Linked DNA regions of Mus musculus: regions 2 and 3 are each linked to region 1. A link is a contact called in public HiChIP or PLAC-seq data. All regions are on one chromosome and are shown on one strand. Each heading gives the region's core, a stretch centred on a gene start, on an enhancer-like site or on the middle of the called end of the contact. The rest is flanking DNA. Distances are from core to core; before and after follow the strand shown. Region 1 overlaps Tmem51 (transmembrane protein 51). Region 2 has its middle 11 kb from the start of Gm52686. Region 3 overlaps Epha2 (Eph receptor A2).

Region 1 (4,041 bases), core at 970-3,469:
CAATCTCACACAGACCAGGCTAGACTCTAATCCACTATGTAGCCAAGGATGGCCTTGAATGTCTGTTCCTCTCGTGCCACCCTTCTCAGTACTGAGAGGATACGAATGCACCGCCACGTGCTGAGGACGGAACTCAGGGACTCGTCTAAGCCAGGCAAGCGTCTCCAGACCCCACGAGCTTTGGAAAAGCTTTCCCTTGGGGTGAGCCTGTTTGTAATTAAAACCAGCCACATCTAGCAGCCCATGGGGTTTCATCTCAGAAGGACCAGTGCTGTGAGCGATCCGACTACCCCATGGTGTTCATCTGCTCTGCGTCTGGACACAGTGGCACAAAGAGGCCGGGCTCCTGCTTTGCTATGTCACCAAGGGCTCCTCCAACTGTCATCTCGTTTCTGTCTCCTGCACAAAGAAACAGTTTGGTGTTCTGACGTAGTGACAAATAAGGACGGCGGAGTCGGACAGTAGAGCCCTCATCTATTACCCAGGGAGAAGGATACTGCCACCTGCCCAGGGTGCGGCTGAGGATTCAACATTCCGGTATGGATGAGCTCAGCCAGAACCAACCCAGGTGACATACCACAGCTCAGAAATTCACGTGACGTCAAAAATCGCTTTAAAGTAACTGATTCAGTCAGTTAGTATATTGATAAACCGGTGTAGCCTCCTCTTTGTCATCTCAAAGTCTTTTCCTCACCCCACCCCTTCGGTGAACCGGTTGCCAGTGCTGGGCAGAAGAGCAAAGGCCTGTGATCCTAGCTGCTCCGGAGGCTGGGGCTGAGCATCTCAAGTCCCAGGAGCAGCTGAGTGAGATTCCATCCCAAATTTCAAAGTGAAAAGGGCCAGGTATGGTGGCACCCACCTTCAACCCCAGCATTCCCAAGGCGGAGGAAAACAGACTTCTGTTCCTTTGAGGCCAGCCTGCGCTACACATGGAATTCTAAACCAGCCAGGGCTATAAAGTGACAGTTTGTCTCAAACAAACAAACAAACGAAAACCAAAATGTGAAGAGGTCAAAGCTACATTACAGGGTAGCGTGCTTGCCTAGCAGGTGTGAGACCCCGTGTTCAACCTCCACTCTCCCCTCCACTGCAAAGAAAAACCCAACTCTCTTAAGCAAGTATGCAAAGCACCCCCACCCCATGTGCCGGTCGGTGGCTGCTGGCAACCACTAACCCCAATGTCTGTCTGGACGTTTCCTTTAAATGGAGTCACTTATCATATGACCTGGTACAGGCAGCTTCTTTTTTAAAAAAAAATGTTATTGCATTTTTATTTGTTTGTGTGTGTTTCTTGCTCACGTGGGGTTTAGAGACTGATTTACAGGAGCTGGCTCTCTTCCAGGGGACTCAGGTCTGGGGGCTTGGCAGCCCAGTAAGCAATCTCACTGGTCAGTGCACTGGCTGGTATATTTATTTGAGCTCATTTGCATCACAAACCTCGTTCTTTCTGTTAAGCCACACCTCATCACATGCTGGCTTTTTCGATGCCCACCCAAGTCTCTTAGATTTCAACATGTGTTCCATTCCCAAGGGGCCTGCTGAAGCAGACCCCCCCCCCTCCCCAAAGTCTCCACAGCCTTAGGTAGAAAGGCCAGAGAGGAAGATGAGGTCCCTGAGGGTCGTCCAGGGATGCTGGGACCAGGAATGGGAGCAAGGCCATATTCAAATAGGTGGGAGACAGAAGACAGGGCTGCTGAGGGTGCAGTCTCACGGTGGAGAAGCCAAGGCATCTACTTGCAGACGTGTAATTCAGGGAGTCTAGCAGGGCAGCCTGGTCCAGCCATTGTCCCCCTACACGTACCCAGTCCCATGGTGGGCTTGGGGCTTCCGGAACCCATGGCCTGCCTGTCCGCAACTAGGCTCAGACACCCTGGAGAACTTGAAAGCCACTGCTCCACAGTCACCTTCCTGTGTGGCCACTCAGTTCTGTCTCCAGCCAGTTCTCAGCAAGAACCGAACAGGAAGGGAATCCTGGGGGCTGGAGATCCTCCAGCCCGAGGACAGTTTGGAGGGCTCTGCCATGGGTCCCAGATCTCACAGCAGGACTGGCTGTCCAGTCCAGATGTGATCCATCCCTGTAACTTCCTGCCAAGGTCCTTGGCTGGACCAGCATTCTTTAAGGAACTTTGTAGAAACAGGTTTGGCTCGGTCTCTGCAGTCAGATATCAGCAGGCAGCCAAAGCATCAGAGTTATCAAGCTCTAGCTAACCCCACCCATTTTAAACTTAACGCACCCACTTTTCTGACAAGGTCTGTAGCCTGGCGGGCCCCAAACCCACTGTGTAGCTGAGAGTGATCTTCGGAGTGCTGAAATTATAGGCATTCACCACCAGCGCAGCAAGCAGGTTTACAGTGCTGCTGATTGCAGCCAGGACTTCATGCACGTTAGGCATGCCTCTACCATCTGAGCTATCCCCCTGCCCCACCTACCCTGAACTTGAGAATTCTGATCCCATGGAAAACAGAGTGCTGTGGAGCCAAGAGGATATGAGTTACAGTTCTGACTTTGCTAGTTTTGTGGTCTTGGGAAATGACTCAGGGTTTCTGATTGGGTGTTTTTTCCCTATCTGTAAAATGGGTGTGGCACCAGCCTTCCTCACTGAAGCGGCGCCAATGAAGGCTGACACTTGCTACACTTCTGGTGTGGGAAATACTGTGTAGTCAACCTGGACTTACAAGTGTCCAGGGCTAATGTTAGACCAACCAGTCCTTGCCGTCCTCCCGGGAGCCAGACTTGGCCTTGACCCCGTGTTTACATCATAAAAGCCAGACTTGCTTTTCCTGCCCCCAGTTCACATTCCAGGCAGTGTTTCGTATAAATACCGTTTGCTTGTTTCTTCTTTAGACAAACCCCACAAACTCTGCCGTAAAAAAATATATTTCCTGGCCAGACCCAACACTCGGTTCGCTGTATTTGAAATCAGTTTGTTTTTCGGTTTTTAGTGGATTTGTGTGATTTGTTTGCTTCTTCAAATGAGGTAGCCCAGGCTGGACATGAACTCACTATGTAGCCAAGGATGACCTTGAACTCCTGTTCCTCCTGTCTCCACCTCCCCAGCACTGGGAGGACAGGTGTGCCCCACCATGCCGACGATCTAGCCCCAGGATCTAAGCCCATGCTGGCAGCTTCTGACTGCTTTCCACCTGCTGTCTGATGTTCTTCGACATTGCTGCGTCTGTGTTGGCCGAAGGAGCTGACGGGTTCCTTAGACTGGTTCCCCCATCAGATCAAAGCTGTGTCCTAGGCCAGCTGAGGGCTGTATGGAGAGGCTCGGCTTTGCCATGGCTACCAAGGAAGTCAATCCTGAGATGCACATAGCAGCTATGAGGAGAAAGGCCAAAGTTCAACAGCTTGGAGGTGGGGAAGGGAAGGGAAACCCAGTGGTCAGTGATCCGAGGAGGAGGCTGGGAAGATGGCTCAGTGGGTACAGCGCAAGCAAACAACCATGAGGACCCAAGACTGATCCCAGTACAAGTGTAAAGGCCAGATATGGTGGCTTAAGCTTGCAATCCGGGTGCTGGGGAGGCAGAGACAGACAGACCTTGGCCAGCCTGTGTTGTCTACATGGAGAGTCCTAGATCCTAGTGAGAAGCCCTGTCTGAATAAAAAAGGTGGACAGCTCCCAAGAAATGAGATCAACTCAAGGCTGATCACACATGCACGCGCACACGCGCGCGCACACACACAAGCACACACAGACAGGCAAACAGAGAAACAGACAGAGAGAGAGACAGAGACAGAGACAGAGACAGAGACAGAGAATCTTCGAGGTCCTTGTATTGAAGGCTGGCTTATAGCAATTGTTGGGAGGTGGTGGGACCTTTAAGAGGCTGGGGTCTTGTGGAGAAAGTTAAGTCACTGGTGACATGCCCTTGGAGGGGATATTGGGCTTCAACCTCCTTTCCTTCCTCCTCCTCTTCCTCCTCCTCCTCCTTCTGTCTTTGCTTCCTGTCTTCTGAAATAAGCCTTCTATTACCTCTGCTGTGTGCTCCTCCCATGATGGCTGCCTTACTGGCCTGAAGCATTCGGGGAGGGAGAGG
Region 2 (4,041 bases), core at 1,025-3,524, 810 kb after region 1:
CCTCTAAGTTGAAGTCACTGGGAGGAAAGGGGAGGGGGACTTACCTCTGCCTTTTGTTCCCAGTAAGTGTATGACTGTCAGAGCATGTGTTCACATGGTAAAAGCTCACTGAGAGTTTACTCACTCAGATCATGAATTAAATAAGAGATTGTAGAGAGAATGCCTACATGCTTATATAGTAGGGGCAATTATCTGGCTTAATTTTCACCATTTGTCACTGACTTGGAGAGTCATGGGAAGTTTAAGACTGTAACTAAGCCCTCCTTGAAGTCTTGTTTAGACACTCCTAGTCACTACCCTTTTTCTTTTTTTCTTTTTTTCTTTTTTTCTTTTTTTTTTTTTTTTTGTGTCTTTTCCAGACAGGGTTTCTCTGTATAGCTCTGGCTGTCCTAGAACTCACTCTGTAGACCAGTAACTCAGAGATCTGCCTGCCTCTGCCTCCCAAGTGCTGGGATTAAAGGCGTGCGCCACCACGCCCGGCTCCTAGTCACTATCTTATCTCCTGGTTTTGCACCTGGTGTTCTGTGGTGTATGTCTTCTTTATGACCTTCGGTTAATGGTTTCTGTAACCCCTTGGGATATACCCTAAGTTTTAGAAGTCTGCTGTTATCTAAGAAGCAATTAAGCCGTCCTGTTAAAAAGGGACTCGAATATACCATTTGGTAATGATGGTAACCCTCCCCAATTCTTGGTGACCCTAGCATGCTGGCTGTTTCTGCAGATTAAACACTCTTTGTCTTTGTATACTATCCGAATCTGGGGTCTTCCTTCAGAGGATTGCGGATCTTACCCTGACCTGCTTCTGTCTCCCCACTGCCACCCCTGTTTAAAGCTGAAGCAGAGCCTTATTTTTTTCCCCTAGTGAGTACACTGTTGCTATCTTCAGACTCACCAGAAGAGGGCGTCAGATCCCATTAGAGATGGTTGTGAGCCACCATGTGGTTGCTGGGAATTGAACTCAGGACCTCTGGAAGAGCAGTCAGTGCTCTTAACCGCTGAGCCATCTCTCCAGCCTGAAGCAGAGAGTCTTAAAGGAGCTAGATGTCTTCCTACATTCATGGTATTCAGGTATGAAAATATATGGATTTGGGCCAGCAAGTTGACTCAGCAGGTAAAGGCGCTGGCCACCAAGCCTGATGACTGAAATTCAATCCCTGGAACCCACATGTGGAAGAAAGAGAACTTGATTTTTGCAGTTACCCTCTGACATCCCCCCCACCCCCCCCCACACACATAAGCTCTGTGGTACACGCAGCCCCTCCCTGTGGTCCATCTCACCACTGGGGTGTGTGAACTCTGCTCAGACAGACAAAAGGGTTATGAACATAGCCTAAGGGGGGGGTGGGGGGGAGCAGCCTGGGTGAGACACAGCACAGGCTGAGGCTGAGGAGACAGGAGTTCAGTTGCAACTGGAAACTTCAAGAGTCAGGAACAGAGGGTCAAGGGTCCGTGGGCCTCTCATGAGGAGCTCAGGGCTGGGGCTCCCAAACTCCCGGACATCCCGATTCTGCTGGGTCACAAGGGGTTGGGGATGGAGTTGGGGTCTGCAGGCTGAGGATGACAGGGATGGGGGACTCTGGCTTAGCTGTGGTGGCGAGTCTGGGCATGTAGAGGGTCCTTCTACGGGAGGTTTAGACAGCAGCGTTGTGACTCAGTAGTCAAAGGCCTTCTCTATGCTCCCCACTGCGATGAAAGAGATGGTCCTTGATTCCAAATTGTTTATTGTTCATCATGGAAAATGGGTGAGTACCTCCTTCTCAGGGTGGACTAGTGATTAAATAAATACCCTTTGCAGGGAGGAAGGTCCAAGAAGGGATGCTTATTGGCTAAGTCCTCAGGGCCTCTAGATACCTCATCAGCATGGAGAACTCTGTTCTTTGGAAAGAGTCCAACTCTTTAACAGATTCTACCTGGGCAGGACTTGAGCCTGGAGCTCGCTGTAGTGTGAGCCCTGAGGGCATGGGATATACAGGACAGGGCGGACCCAAGAGGCTCTGATCAGGGTCTCTCTCAAATGGCCCAAGAATTTCTTCCGCCCTGCCCTCACCTGAGTGCTTGGGTTGCAGGCACCACCCTGCCGCTTATGCAGTACAGGAATCTTGCCCTGGGTCACTCCAACACTGGTGCCTCCCCAGCCCCTAGTCCCCCTTTATGGGGCAGAAGGGTCTTACTTTGTAGGAGGGGGGGGGTCTCCTCGGCTACGGTCCTCCTGACATAGCCCCTCCCACTTCCCCAGGGAGTGCTTGGCTAATCGCTGTGCACTGCCACACCCAGCTTGCTAGGACGATGTGTAAACACATATTGGATCCCAGCCCAGCGAATGAGTCCGCGCTGACAGACATGGCAGGCTGACGGAATGAATGAAGTGAAAGCCTGAGTCGGCACGGTGGGGGAACACAAACCGCACGGGACCCAGGAGTGTTTCCTGGTCCTGGCTGGTGTGGGTGGGGCCTGGGTTTCATCCAAGAAAGAAAGGAAAAGAAAAGAATGAAAGAAAGAAAAAGATGAAAAAGAAAGAAAGAGGGGGGTGGGGGAAGAAGGAAGAGTTAGGTCGCCAGCAATTCCCCCCAAAATGTTTTTCAACATGGTCTGTTATCCTAGCCCTCAGGAGGGGCAGGCCTGGGCCAAGGCCAGCATGAGCTTCGTTAAGACCCTCTGTAAAGCTTTTTTTTGGTTTTGTTGTTGTTGTTGTTTGTTTAAAGATTGTGTACATCGTCGGGGCTTGGCAGCTCACCTCTCTCATGCCAGTACTTGGGAAGGGAAGAAGAGGTTTGCCTTGAGTTTGAGGCTAGCCTGGACTACAATGTGAGAACTGGGGACGCAGGGGGAGGAAAGGAAAAACAATCAACCCCATTGGTGACCCATGTGGCCATCACGTGACTCCTGACGTCATGAGCAGAGGACTCTGTTTACCTCTGTGGTGTTCCCGCCGAAAGCCGCAGCAACTCCGGCTTCGTCATGAGAAAAACATCAGATACACCCAAATTGCAGGATCGTGTACAAAATACCGACCAGAAAGCCTCAAAATTGCCCAGGTCAGGAAAACCCAGGAAAAACAAGGGAAAACAGAGGAGCTGAGTCAGACAGACAGGGAAGTTAGAGGACAGACAGGAGAGGGCACGTGTGGACTGAGTAAGACCCGGGCGAGGTTCAGCTCACGCTCACGTGGACGCAGTAGAGGGGGAACCACCTGGACTTCAGGGTGGATCCAAAGAACGAAAACCTAAATACAAAACCGATTCGGAGCGGGGCTGGGGCGGGGGTAAGGATGCCGCGCAGTTTGGGAGGATCAAGTGGGACCCAAAGCCAAGTTCCATCCCCAGCACCACATGAACCTGCGGTGGTAGCTTGGGTCTGTAATTCTAGCACTGAGAGGTGGGGGCAGGAGATTTAGGAGTTCGAAGTCATCCTGGACTATGTAGGGAGTCCGAGTCTGTCTTGGGCTGGAGACCTTGCCTTAAAAAACAATCCCAGCACTTGGGAGGCAGAGGCAGGCGGATTTCTGAGTTCAAGGCCAGTCTGGTCTACAGAGTGAGTTCCAGGACAGCCAGGGCTACACAGAGAAACCCTGTCTCGAAAAAACCAGAACCAACCAACCAACCAAATCAATAGAAACCAACTTGTGCAAAGAACATTAGAAAGAAGGAGAATCCTTGGTTACATTGTGAGTTTGAGCCAATGGGCCTATCTAAACCCTGCCCCAGGAAACTGAAGAGAGACTGGTGTGTGGGCTCGGAGGGAGAGTGTATCCATCAAACACAGAACAACAGCAGGAGGAAAACAGACACGCTCCCACATCGCCCTAAAACCTTAGTCAGCATTCCTCCCTGACCACCCATGGCCGGGGCCACCCCTTCTTCTCTTTAGGAGAGAGAGAGAGAGAGAGAGAGAGAGAGAGAGAGAGAGAGAGAGAGAGAGAGAGAGAGAGAGAGAGGTGTGAAGCAAGCCCTAGCTGTCCTGGACCTGCCCCTGCCTCTCTTGTGTGGGGATTAAGGGTGTGCACCACCATGCCTGGGCCCCTTCTCTAAGCCCCGAAGAAGA
Region 3 (4,041 bases), core at 420-2,919, 760 kb after region 1:
CCCCACCATGCGCTCCTCTACGTTCAGCTTGACATTGCGAGCCTCGAAGTCACTGCTGACCGTGATCTCGTCAGGGGCGATGGTGTCAATCTTGGTGAACTGGCGCTTCTGGAAGTTGGTGCCATAGTCCACATCTGACTCTGCATAGTAGAGGTTGAAGGTCTCTTTGCATGAGCTGGCGCCACCCGGGAAGCTGTTACAGTCTCGCACCGTGAACTTGAGCTCAATAAAGATGCGCTCGGCCTCCTCCCGGTACACCCAGTTGGTGCGGAGCCAGTTGTCCTGGTCGCCGGATACCACGTTGCACACCGAGTACATGTAGATAGGCATGTCGTCCATGATGTTCTGCATCAGGTCCCACTGTGTGTATGTGACAGGTGACTGTTAGTCTGGGAAGGCAGGGACTGAGTCCCACAGGACACAGCTTCAGTTTTCCCCCTCTCCTGTATTGCTGTTGTTCTCTTGAGACAGTGTCTCATGTAGTCCAAGCTGGCCTCAAACTCACTGTGTCCTGAGGGATGACTCAGTGAACATCTAATCTTCTAGCCTCTACTTCTGAAGTGTGTAAGTGACAAGTATGTACCACCACACCTGACTCTCGGTTCTCGGTGCCTTCATTCTACAGGGAAGAAAACTAGGACCTAGAGGAAGGAGACCCAAAAGCAGCTGGCCCAAGACATGGCTGTGGGTCTTTCTGGCCCTAATGTCTGGGTACTGAGTCTCCCCATCGGTGGGCCGGGGCTAGAGTCTGGGGCACCTGCACCATTTATGCTCTCTAATCCCAGTGTCCCATTTCCACAACTGCTATGAGCATACATGACAAAACACTTGAGCCCAGAACGTGGCGCTCAGGGCTACAACCATACGCAACAGCTAGCATCATGTCACCGTGTAGGGTCATCGCTGTGTGCCATGGGTGTTGACAGATACAGTAAGTGAAAACAATGGATGGTCCCTCCCGCCCCTGGAGGCTCCTCCAAGCTGCCTGGGTGGGGCTGTGTGCCCCTATGAGCTCCACGCCCCCTCGATCATTGGAGAACTTAGCATACGGTAACACAAGCCTGGCTCCCAGGGCTGTATTCTGAACTCTTCAGCATGGGAACAGCAACTGACTTGGCTCTGAATCCCCAGGGCCTCTCTGGCAAAGAATATGCGCTTAGGGTGGGCTCAGAGGAACAAATGTGTGAATAAAGGAAAGAAAAAAAAAAGCAAGTAGGGGCTGGAGAGATGGCTCAGTGGTTAAGAGCACTGACTGCTCTTCCAGAGGTCCTGAGTTCAATCCCCAGCAACCACATGGTGGCTCACAACCATCTGTAATGGGATCCGATGCCCTCTTCTGGTGTGTCTGAAGAGAGTGACAGTGCACACACATAAATACAATAAATTTTTTTTTAAAAAATCAATAAGTAAATAAATAAAGATGGAGGTCTGACCTGTCATCCTATGTGACACTGGCCAAGACCCGAGTGCCCGCCCGGGGCTCAGTTTCCCACTGTATATAATGACTGGGTTGGATAAGGCTATCTACCTCCAGCCTCCAGCTGGACATTCCGGGATCCTAGAAGTCTTTTCAAAACTATACTTCAGGCCATGACTCAGGATAGATGCAAGTCACTCAGACCTGGCCAGCTATACGCTCTGTCCCAAGAGCTCCCTTAGGGACACACCCCTCTCCCTGTCTCAGAGTCCCAGGACTTATCATGGGTGCATTGTGCCCAAGGGAAATTGAGGCTCATAGCACAGTAAGTAGTATCTTCCCCAAAGTCCACAGCCCTCGGACCAGGAATCTGAGGTCAGGGCAGGACCACCAGAAAGCATAGCAGGAAGGGAGATGTCCCCAGTGGAGGGTAAGGCAGAGTAGGAGGGAAGGGGCCCCAGGCAGGAAGTCACTGTCCTGTATCTCTTGCTCTTCACCCCGTGCAGCCTTTAACCCTTCCCCCGCAACCACGAGAGGCAGGCAGGACCACTGGAGCATCCCACTGCTGGGGTTCTCAGCTGTCTCCCCAGCTAGGCCACCTACAAACAGTCCCTTCCTTCTACCCAGCTGCAGTCTGCCTCGGCCCAGGTCACCACGTTTGAAGCTTGGTTGACCCGCAGAGTCTGCTCCAGGCTCCCATCCTCCATCTCTCCTGGGATGTGCAGCCCTCCTTCCCACCCTCCCTCAGCCCTGAAGTTTTACTCACCCCTTTGCCATAGGGGTGCGTGAGCCAGCCGAGCTCTCCCTTCATTGCTGCGAAGTCCAACAAAACAACTGTGGGAAAGATGGGGGAAGGACCAGTGAGCCAGGGCTTTCCCAGGGGCTACGCACGGCACACAGCAGAACCTGCGTGCGGTGATGTGTGTGCTCCACACCCCGCCAACCCCAGCCCCAGAATCAACACACGGCCTGACCAGAGAGGCCTGACCAGAGAAGAAGCAGGCGGGCTCAGTTTGTCACACAGCCGCCTGTCACCAGGCTTTCAGCTCTGGTGTTCCCTCAGCCCCCAGCTGGGTCAGGGCACAGCAGGAGACCGGCAGCTGGGTAGTGTGTGGGGTGAATGGGATAAAATGATAGCCCACTGCCCCATCTGCTTCCTCGAACAAGGGAACAAACACTTCATGCAGGTCACAGAGGACAAGACTGTCTGCTTCTGCCACATCCCCCTGGCATAGAACACCCTGACCCAATCTGGGCCACCCAGCATACACAGTAGCAGAGGGTACATACATACATTTACGTGCTCCATAAGAATGGGTTGTTGGCCTGGCCTGGCGGCAGCACACACTACAAAGGCAGAAGCAAGTGGATCTCTAGGAGTTCAAGCCCACCGTGGTCTATATAGTCAATTCCAGGCCAGCAAGGCTACATGGTCAGACTCTGTACTCCACTCCACCCCCCCAAAAAAATAAAGAAAAGGCTGTTGACAAGAGGGGACAGATCTGGGGGATCTGTCCACCACAGTCACTGTGAAGGACTAAAGGTTTGAAGGCATGGAGGTGTCTAGGAGGGGCCCAAAGCCACACGTCGCTGGGAAAATCATCTTAACCCTGGGAGAAGTGCCTATGGGAAAGAATGGAAGGAAACCTTCACAGGGGGCTCCCCCTGGCCCAGAGGGATCAGGTGCCAGGACCACACTATCTCATCTCTAGAGGCATCAGGAGGGGACTACAGAGATGGCTCAGCAGTTAAGAGCCCAGAGGACCTCCTTGTAACTCCAGTCCCAGAGGATCTGACGCCCTCACAAAGACAGACAATGCAGTCAAAACACCAATGCATATGAATATAAATCAACCAATCAATCAATCAATCAGTCTGGAACTGCCAGGGCCTGGCCTGGCCCTCGGGCTCCTTCCACCAGCCACTCCTACTTCTCTGGCATGTGCAGCAGCCAAGACCCAAGATTCTGTTTCTCTTTAATTTCCAAGTAAATGCTAAGCCCTATCACCCTGCTCAGAGAGCAAGGTATTGGGGAACCTGAGGCTTTGGACCCACATGAGATCCCCAGATTCAGAAGCCAAGGCCAATGGTCAAAGAAGAAGAAGAAGAAGAAGAAAAAGAAACTGAAATGTAATTACTTTCGTGGGCAAAGCAGGTTGAAGATCTGACCCCAGAAGCAACTCTCCTCTAAACCAACAGCTAGGCAGGCTAGGGTTCCAGATGTAAGAGGAGACTCCACGGCCCTAAGAACAGTGTGGCTCAGTTGAGGAGTCCACTCTTAGGAGGTAACTCCGTGGACCACCACCAACAACACAAAAAATAAAGTTAACCGAGTGCTAGCCAACGTGGACCTCTAGTTTGACCATAAACCAGATGTGGTGACACGCGCCTCTGATCCCAGCACTCCAAAGGTAGAGGCAGGCAGAGCTCTACGAGTTTGAGGACAACCTGTTCTACAAAGCAAGTTCCAAGCTAGTGAGACTATATAGTGAGACTCTGTCTCAAACAAACAATAAGTATCTTAGGGGGCTGGAGAGATGGTTCAGTGGTTAAGAGCACTGACTGCTCTTCCAGGTCATGAGTTCGAATCCTAGCAACCACATGGTGGCTCAAAACCATCTGTA

The links. HiChIP or PLAC-seq counts read pairs in DNA pulled down with a chosen protein or histone mark.
Region 2: an HNF4G HiChIP or PLAC-seq map of pancreatic cancer cells shows a contact between it and region 1. The contact joins two enhancer-like sites. A contact is called at or near these places in 2 of 115 datasets of contacts at active chromatin or transcription factors (embryonic stem cells and pancreatic cancer cells).
Region 3: an HNF4G HiChIP or PLAC-seq map of pancreatic cancer cells shows a contact between it and region 1. The contact joins two enhancer-like sites.

Annotation. Positions count from the first base shown.
Region 1 is chr4:142,064,104-142,068,144 of GRCm38.p6, reverse strand. All of the region lies in intron 1 of Tmem51 (transmembrane protein 51), which reads left to right. Among named protein-coding and RNA genes, the nearest start is that of Tmem51os1, 18 kb to the left of the region's middle. Within about 2 kb of position 2,219, at least 48 of the 459 cell types and tissues checked have an H3K27ac peak or open chromatin away from gene starts, as enhancers often do. A contact at or near this core is called in pancreatic cancer cells, where this site is marked.
Region 2 is chr4:141,258,469-141,262,509 of GRCm38.p6, reverse strand. No RefSeq gene overlaps it. Among named protein-coding and RNA genes, the nearest start is that of Gm52686, 11 kb to the right of the region's middle. Within about 2 kb of position 2,274, at least 49 of the 459 cell types and tissues checked have an H3K27ac peak or open chromatin away from gene starts, as enhancers often do. A contact at or near this core is called in pancreatic cancer cells, where this site is marked.
Region 3 is chr4:141,304,724-141,308,764 of GRCm38.p6, reverse strand. It overlaps Epha2 (Eph receptor A2), which reads right to left. Exons shown (of 17, transcript NM_010139.3): 2 at 2,184-2,251; 3 at 1-360. Among named protein-coding and RNA genes, the nearest start is that of Epha2, 5.5 kb to the right of the region's middle. Within about 2 kb of position 1,669, at least 26 of the 459 cell types and tissues checked have an H3K27ac peak or open chromatin away from gene starts, as enhancers often do. A contact at or near this core is called in pancreatic cancer cells, where this site is marked.